2 separate regions of the Mus musculus genome follow, and region 2 is linked to region 1. A link is a contact called in public promoter capture Hi-C data. All regions are on one chromosome and are shown on one strand. Each heading gives the region's core, a stretch centred on a gene start, on an enhancer-like site or on the middle of the called end of the contact. The rest is flanking DNA. Distances are from core to core; before and after follow the strand shown. Region 1 overlaps Gm34805 (a long non-coding RNA gene). Region 2 has its middle 4.6 kb from the start of Gm826.

What was found. Promoter capture Hi-C pulls out the DNA fragments that hold promoters and counts their contacts.
Region 2: a promoter capture Hi-C map of liver shows a contact between it and region 1. The contact joins two enhancer-like sites. A contact is called at or near these places in 1 of 39 promoter capture datasets (liver), 8 of 484 Hi-C or Micro-C datasets (bone marrow-derived macrophages and liver), 4 of 115 datasets of contacts at active chromatin or transcription factors (bone marrow-derived macrophages, liver and microglia) and 2 of 9 other capture datasets (adipose tissue and liver).

What each region holds. Positions count from the first base shown.
Region 1 is chr2:160,244,942-160,248,666 of GRCm38.p6, forward strand. All of the region lies in intron 1 of Gm34805 (a long non-coding RNA gene), which reads right to left. Among named protein-coding and RNA genes, the nearest start is that of Gm34805, 3.1 kb to the right of the region's middle. RefSeq lists an enhancer at 1-216. Within about 2 kb of position 1,645, at least 10 of the 459 cell types and tissues checked have an H3K27ac peak or open chromatin away from gene starts, as enhancers often do. A contact at or near this core is called in liver, where this site is marked.
Region 2 is chr2:160,330,272-160,333,996 of GRCm38.p6, forward strand. It overlaps Gm46773 and a transcript of Gm826 not described here. Among named protein-coding and RNA genes, the nearest start is that of Gm826, 4.6 kb to the left of the region's middle. Within about 2 kb of position 1,995, at least 18 of the 459 cell types and tissues checked have an H3K27ac peak or open chromatin away from gene starts, as enhancers often do. A contact at or near this core is called in liver, where this site is marked.

The DNA.
Region 1 (3,725 bases), core at 395-2,894:
GAGAGAGATAACAGCAGAGACTGCAGCATGCACTCTGAAACCCTGAAGGATGCGGCTAGCAATCTGGAGCATCCCAGACTCTGTGATTCAGAACGCAGGATTTCGGGCTCTCTGCGTTAAGCTTGGCTCACTTGGCTGCCGCTTTAATCCTTGCAGAGGGAAAACATGATCTGTTTTAAAACGGGAAGAAACTGAGGCTCAGGGATATCTTAGGCTGGGTCCCTCCAAACAGGCACAAAGACTGGCGCCCCTTCCATTCTTTTGGTCCTTTTGAATTTAAAGAGGAATTGCAGCCACACACAAGGTGCTTCAGTATATGTTTATCCAGGCTCCCCAATGGCAACATTTTGCCCAACTTGTATTGACTTTATCATTCCCCTGCTCTCTTCGCTGAGAACTCTGATGATAATAAAGGAGAAATAACTTAGAGACACCAAACATCTTTACCACTAAACGTTTCAATGTGCATGACCTAGGAACAGGGGAGCTCTTTAACACAGTCATGGTATAATGGTCAAAACTAGTGCATTTAACGCTGGAACAACGACACTCCACCTACAAAGCACATACTCATTTTGTCAATTGCGTTAATTAAAGTCTTTTATAAGCTCTGTGTTCTTCCTGGTTCAACCATCCCAGGCCATGCATTGTATTTGATACCCCTGGCTCTTTAAACTCCCTTTGGGCTAATGCTTATTTTTAGCCTTCCTTGACTTTGAAATGCTTTAAGAGTACTGGCCAGGAATTGTGCATCAGGTTTCTCAACTTTAGTTTGTTGGACAGATATACAGACAGACAGACACACAGAGGTGGGGAGGGAAGGAGGGAGGGAGGGAGAGAGATAGAGAGGGAGGGAAGGAGAGAGGGGGAATGAGAGAGGGAGACAGAGAGAGAGAGAGAGAGAGAGAGAGAGAGAGAGAGAGAGAGAGAGAGAGAGAGAGAATGCAGCAACAACAGCACCTCCACTTGAAAGCATTCCAGGAAGAAGGTTTGTGAGGAGTGGTGACTTCAAGGGCACCCAGCCGGGGGAACACCCAGGAGGAGAGGATCTGGATGTGTCCCCCAGTGTCAGTCACATCTCTGAGTTACCCCAGTTGGAGAGCAGTGGAGCAGAGGGCTATAAATCCCATCCCCTGTCCTCATTTTCAGCTTGGAGTCCCATACACAGGTGCTGCAGCCATGGAGGCTCCCCCAATCAAACATAGCGAGGGATTTGGGGAATAAAGTCAGGGCCCTGACTCTGTTAACCACAAAGGGTTTGCCACACCCAGCATCGCACAGCCTCCAATGGTGAGCTCCAGAATTCCACCAAGCTCCCATAACATTGCCCATAGCCCATCACTTCCCGGGAGAGCTAAAGTCAGTTGACTCTGTAACTCAGTGTTTTTTGACTGACTGTCCAAAAGAAGACCTTCTGGATGGCCTCAGGATTGACTTCAGATCCAGTCTGCCTAGGCATTCAGTGCGACTGGGGCCCCACAGAGGAGAAGAGCCCCATGAGCTCTTAGAGATAAGTTAGAAGTAACAAATCAAGACTAGGGATGGCTGGGTTCAGATTTCCTGGAAAGTCTGGGCCAGAGGCCAAGACAGAATCCAAGGGGCAAAGTTGAACAGCCAAGTCAGGGGCCAATGAGCCCTGGTGAGTTGCCCAGGGACCAGAGTCCCTGAGTCAGACTAGGACAGAGCAGGAACTCCAGGGTAGGAGGCTCAGATCTCTGGAGGCTCCAATAAACTCACTGATCAGCTTCATTGCTGTTCCTAGACACCTACTATGTGTCAGATGCTATTTATGGCCAAAGATAGAACAGTAGATGCATTAAGAAAAATAAATCTTAGCCCTGTATGTTTATTTTCAGTAAGAGGAGAGAGGAAAGAAGCAGATGTAATGAATAAGAAGATTACAAACAGGGTAGAGTGGTATGTACTGGTGTTCAGGAGTTTGAGCGGAGGGATCACAAATTTAAGGTAAGCCTAAAACTACATAGCAAGACCCTATGTCAACCGAAGGGGTGTATTAGAATGGATGGGGAGGGGCCTTGTCAGTGTCCTGCAGAAATAAATGGAGCAAGGAGAAGGTGCGGTTGCAAAGGTATGAGGCAGGGGGATGAGCAAATCTGCTTTGAGAAGGTAACAAAATCTCAAGTGTTCCTAAGGGCAATTCGTCCCACTGGAAGGCAAGTCCCTTTCTTTCCTGTTAGGATTCAGAGATTCCAGCTTCCTAGGTATTAATCGGGGTTGATTCCATTTGAAGCCAGATTTCTAAGCAGCATAAAGGTCTCTGGTAAAGGTGAAGAATTGTAAAAAAAAAAAAAAAAAAAAAAAAAAAACTTAAGATCTTCTCTGGGTGCAAAGACCAGAAAGCAGGGAGACATGACATTTAAAGTTCCACCTGGACATGTGCCAACAGCAGGGACTATGACCCCAGACTCTAATCATCCAGGCAAAATGTGGGTCATGGGGGACAGAAGTAGAACCTGAGATTTAAAGATTCGCAAGTGGGCTGAGAGGAAGAATGTCAAAGGCCTCCTGCGGCCCCACTGGGGGCTAAGTCTACTATCAACACTAGCAACTCCAGGCCCCATTCCGAGTCAGCTGCTGTCCTAGACAGGGTGGATGCCAGCAGGAGGCTGGGTCTGTAGTTATAGCTGTTAGCCTGAATTTCCCAGACTACCTTCCGTGTCCCACATCATCACGTCACCCAGCACTCTCAGCCTGAGACTTTGCACCATGGTTAAGTCGAGATTCTAACCTCGTCCCTAGCCTGAATCTATTCCTCCTAACCAACTCCACTGAACTCCGCAGGCTCATACAGGAACCTTGTCTGCAATGTTCATGGTGGCTTCTTCTTCTCCTGTCCCTTCTTACAGTTCCAGCTCCTTAGATGACTTCTAAATGAGTACCTACTAAGTGCCACACATCATAAGCCTAGAGACCACTCTGCAAAGGATCTATGTCTTCCATTAACAGCTGTCATTTCACCTAGAGCCCCAGGGCAGTAAATAAGTATAATGAAGAAACACGCACCCAGGATTAGAACCCAGACCCAGCAGCCCCTGCTTTCCCATAATGCCCTGCAGCCTCCAGCCATGTTTCTCAACTGCAAAATGGGTTCAATAATACATGCCTCAGAGGGCAGTTGTGAGAGTTCAACATAAAGCCATCCACACAGGACCTGGCACATTCGGGAAGTGTTATGCTCATACCGGAAGCAGCATCAACCTTTACCCACCCACCCCCATAGAAATCTTATATTGGAAAGTCCATAGGAATTCTTGAAAACAATTCAACCCTCTCTCCCAATAGAAAGCCACTCCAGTTCCCAAGCCCTTATAACTCCAAACAGGTCCCCTTCAGTGAGAATCATGGGCACACACAAGCAGGCAGCATTTGTTCACCTATTACAAGCCACCCTCTATGGCCCTGCTATTAAACTCCCTGTGGGTGAGCCAGGTTAACGTGGGGCCTTCTGTGATAAGTCATTAATCTCCACGTGTAATGCAAGAGCCGAACAACTTACTTCAACCTTAATCTCCCGTGAGTTACGGCCTCTTCTGTGATTCATAAAACAAATCAATCACACCTCCCGGGCTCTCATCTATTTATTACTGCTTTTTAAATGCTCGGAGAGGGAGAACACGCTGTATGTTTTCATCCTTCCCCCGGCTGCAGGGAAGTGAACTCTGTGCCCCAGTTCTGGTCACAAAGCAAGATTCAATGGATTCTGG
Region 2 (3,725 bases), core at 745-3,244, 86 kb after region 1:
ATCATGACCTATTCATGGGCTGAATCCACCAACTGAGGCTCCTGCATCCCGTGTTAACTACCATGGATAGTAGGGAGTACCGCATTTACTACATTCACCACATTTATGACACTCATCACATTGACGACACTCACAACACTCACCACACTCATGACACTCACCACACTCACAAGCTCCTCTTTGCACATTCTATAGTGTCATGCACACACTTGTACATAGCACCTGGACGCTGGCCTTCCTACACATGTGCTCACGTGACTTTTTCATGTCGTACCACACAGTCTCACACCAGAGACAACACACACACTTTCTCTCTCTGTCTCTTTGTCTCTCTCTCTGTGTGTGTCTCTCTCTGTCTCTCTGTCTCTTTCTCTCTGTCTCTGTCTCTCTCTCTCTCTCTCTCTCACACACACACACACACACACACACATAGACATTTGCATATGGCATTACCAGAGTCACTTCATGCTCCTTTCCACTCCTTACACTCACTCCACACACAGCCAGAGAGCCCTGTCTACACACACATGTTCAGATGTCAGCCTCAGATACCTGGCACCCCCACTGCTATGTGAGTGCATATAGCAGATGCATTGCCCACACTCATTCATACTTTTCTTTGTAGAATCAGCACACATACACCACAAATACAGCATACATGTTAAACATATATATCACAGATACTGCACATACCAGACACTATATACATACTATATACCATACATACTGCATACAACACACATGCCAAAAACACATACCATATACTACACATACCATACACCATGAGATACATACTACATTCATACTATGAACCATAAACAAACAACATACATGTCACACATGCCTTATAAATGCCACATGCCCCATACATGCCAAACATCCATGCTAATACACTACATATACCATACATATCAGATGCATACCATATACTTACCACATATCATAAACACCACCACTACAAGCACATACCACATACACTACATACAACACAAATACCACACATGTTGTATACATATAACATATATACTATACATACCATATACATACCACATGTATGTTACATATCACTACACAAACATAGACACAGCATATACACCAAATACCACACACCACCAGTATAGATGCATTCACCATATATACTACATACAACATACATACCACATACACTATATATTCCAGACATACCAGACTTGTTGTATATACAGAACATACCACCATTATAGACATATATATTACACATAATATATATATATATATATACATATATCATACATGCCATACATATATACAACACACCTTATATATCATGTACAGATCATATACACCACCATTCTATACCCACATACCACACATACCCCAAACATACCACACATATATACCACATACATCAACACATATACACACTACCACTACAGGGATACATGCAACACACACTCTTGCAGGGAAGGAAAGATACAGGAAGAAAGAAACCATAGGCCCAGTGAAGGCCCAGAAAGGGAGGTAAACGTCCACAGGGGTGCTGTGCCCCAGATCGGTGCAGAGTTGAGCAAGTGGCACAGAAAGCTTGCACCAAACAAGTTCCTGAGCATCTAACAGGGAGGACCAAGGAAAAAGTGAGCTGATACATTGGAAAGGGCTCCTGGTCCTGAGGAGGCCAAAGAAGGGAGATCAAAGGGATGCAGGGACAGCTAGGATATCAAAGTATCAGGGGACAGAACAGATGGCTGATCTAGTGGCATCTTCGCCCTCCCTGAGGGAATCCATTAGTGGGCTGGTCCTGAGCAACACCACATGCATGCCCCTCTCCACTGACCTGTGTGCCACCAGAACACTCTGTAGGTGAAGAAGCAGAAGTTCAGCCAGGTGAAGTGACCTGCCCTGGGCACGGTGATTAGCAGAAGTCGGTATCAAGCCAAATGCTAACACTAACTCCATGCCACTAACCATGGCATGGGGATATCAATAGCCTGAATGAACTGCTCCCTGTAAAAGGGAAAGACAGAGCAAAGGCCAATTCAAGTGAACACTGCTCCTGTCTGCAATTGAATCTCTGAACCCATTGGAGGTGGCGCTGTAAGCAAAACCAAATGGCATGCTGGGAAACCGGATGGTAGATGTGTGAAAATAAGTGCCCCCACCATTTGCGTTTGGGCCTTGGTTATACATCAATAACTACACCCCAGTACAGTCAGGTGGTCTACACACACAGTGAGCTTGGAGCAGAAGGACCAATCCCAGATCACAGTCCTTGATGTTAGGGGCACAAGCACTGCAGCCCTGAGCTGGGAGATCTCACCCCTCCTAAGAGCCTGTTCCCTGGATAGATTATAACCTGACCCAGCTACACGTTAGGGACCCTACAGCACCTACATATCCAGGACAGCTGCTCGTCACTCAGAGAGACACACACGGCCCGTGTTATCTCTCATGGCCATCAGCGGGGACACTGGAGGAACTTGCGTGTAGGTACAACACAATGATCCTGCTCTCTGGCACAGGAGGGAGGAGGCTGTTTGCCTTCCCAGGACATTTCATTTTGCCTGTGTTTGGCAAGACATATCTGATACACTGGCAGGCAGGCACATTGCTCACTGTGTCCCCACGGTGACACACCTTGCGTTTTATGACCAGAACAACCCGGGTACAAGATCAGCCCCAAGTTAAACCCCACCCCTCCCCCATCCCCCACCCCAGTGTGCTGTAGAACTGCAGGAACTCCCCACTTGCAACAGAGCTGGGGCAGACACCAGCAGTCTGTCCATCCAGCCATCTCTTTCATCAACATTTATAGCCGCCTACCTGCACCCAGCCCTGTGCTGGGCCCTGGAGATGCCAGGACACATAAGACACTGTTCCTTCTCCTTAGAACTCAAGGTCCAAAGGGCAAAACAGGAGATGTGATACCCTGAGGAGGGGCAGTGTGGCCAGGCAGGAACATTGGCAGTACACAGAACTGGGGTCAGATTCCAGCTCTGTTCCTTCCTCACGATTTAACCTTGGCAAGTCGCTTGTCCTCAGCAAACCTCAAACTTGTCCTGGTGTGATGAGGGTGATGGGGATACCAATTTCCTTGTGTTGCTGGAAAGATAGCACTCAGCACTGCTTGTAAAGCACTGTCCACCAGGGCTGGTACCCCAAGGCTTACCATGAGCACCAGCCAGTGTCATTATTCAAATGTGTATGATGCCTATCAGGCCTTGACGGGAAAGTTGGGCCAAGCAAGAGAACCCGTATCGGGAGCCCTCTGTGGATGTCAGAGGCAAGATTTCATCACTCACTCGCTCAGCAAATGTTCCTTGAGAGTCCTCAAAGTGCCGAGGCCAGCACGAGGGGTAAGGTTATCCCACAAGAGGGTGCGGTAAAAAAGACGCGGACGTGGCCATAGAGTTGGGTAGCTGGGAAGGGAGTTACCCTGAGAACAGACCAAGCACCAACCAAGCGAGGGCTGTAAGATCTGTAAGAAAGGTGGCACGGAGGAAGGCAAAGGAAGCAATCCTTTGCCAGCTGGAGAGGTCAAGAAAGGCTTCCAGGAGGAGGAGGAGAGGTTAGCATAGTACTTCAAGCATGAGAAAGTACTGTGGCGCCCCCTTTTTAAGTCCAAGCAAGGGGTGTATTCTCTAATAACAGATACCTTGATACCTTCAATGTCACAAGAAGAGAGGCCACCAGCAGATTTTCCTTGTTGCTTATCCAGAATACAGATACACGCGTGTTCCAGGAGCTGT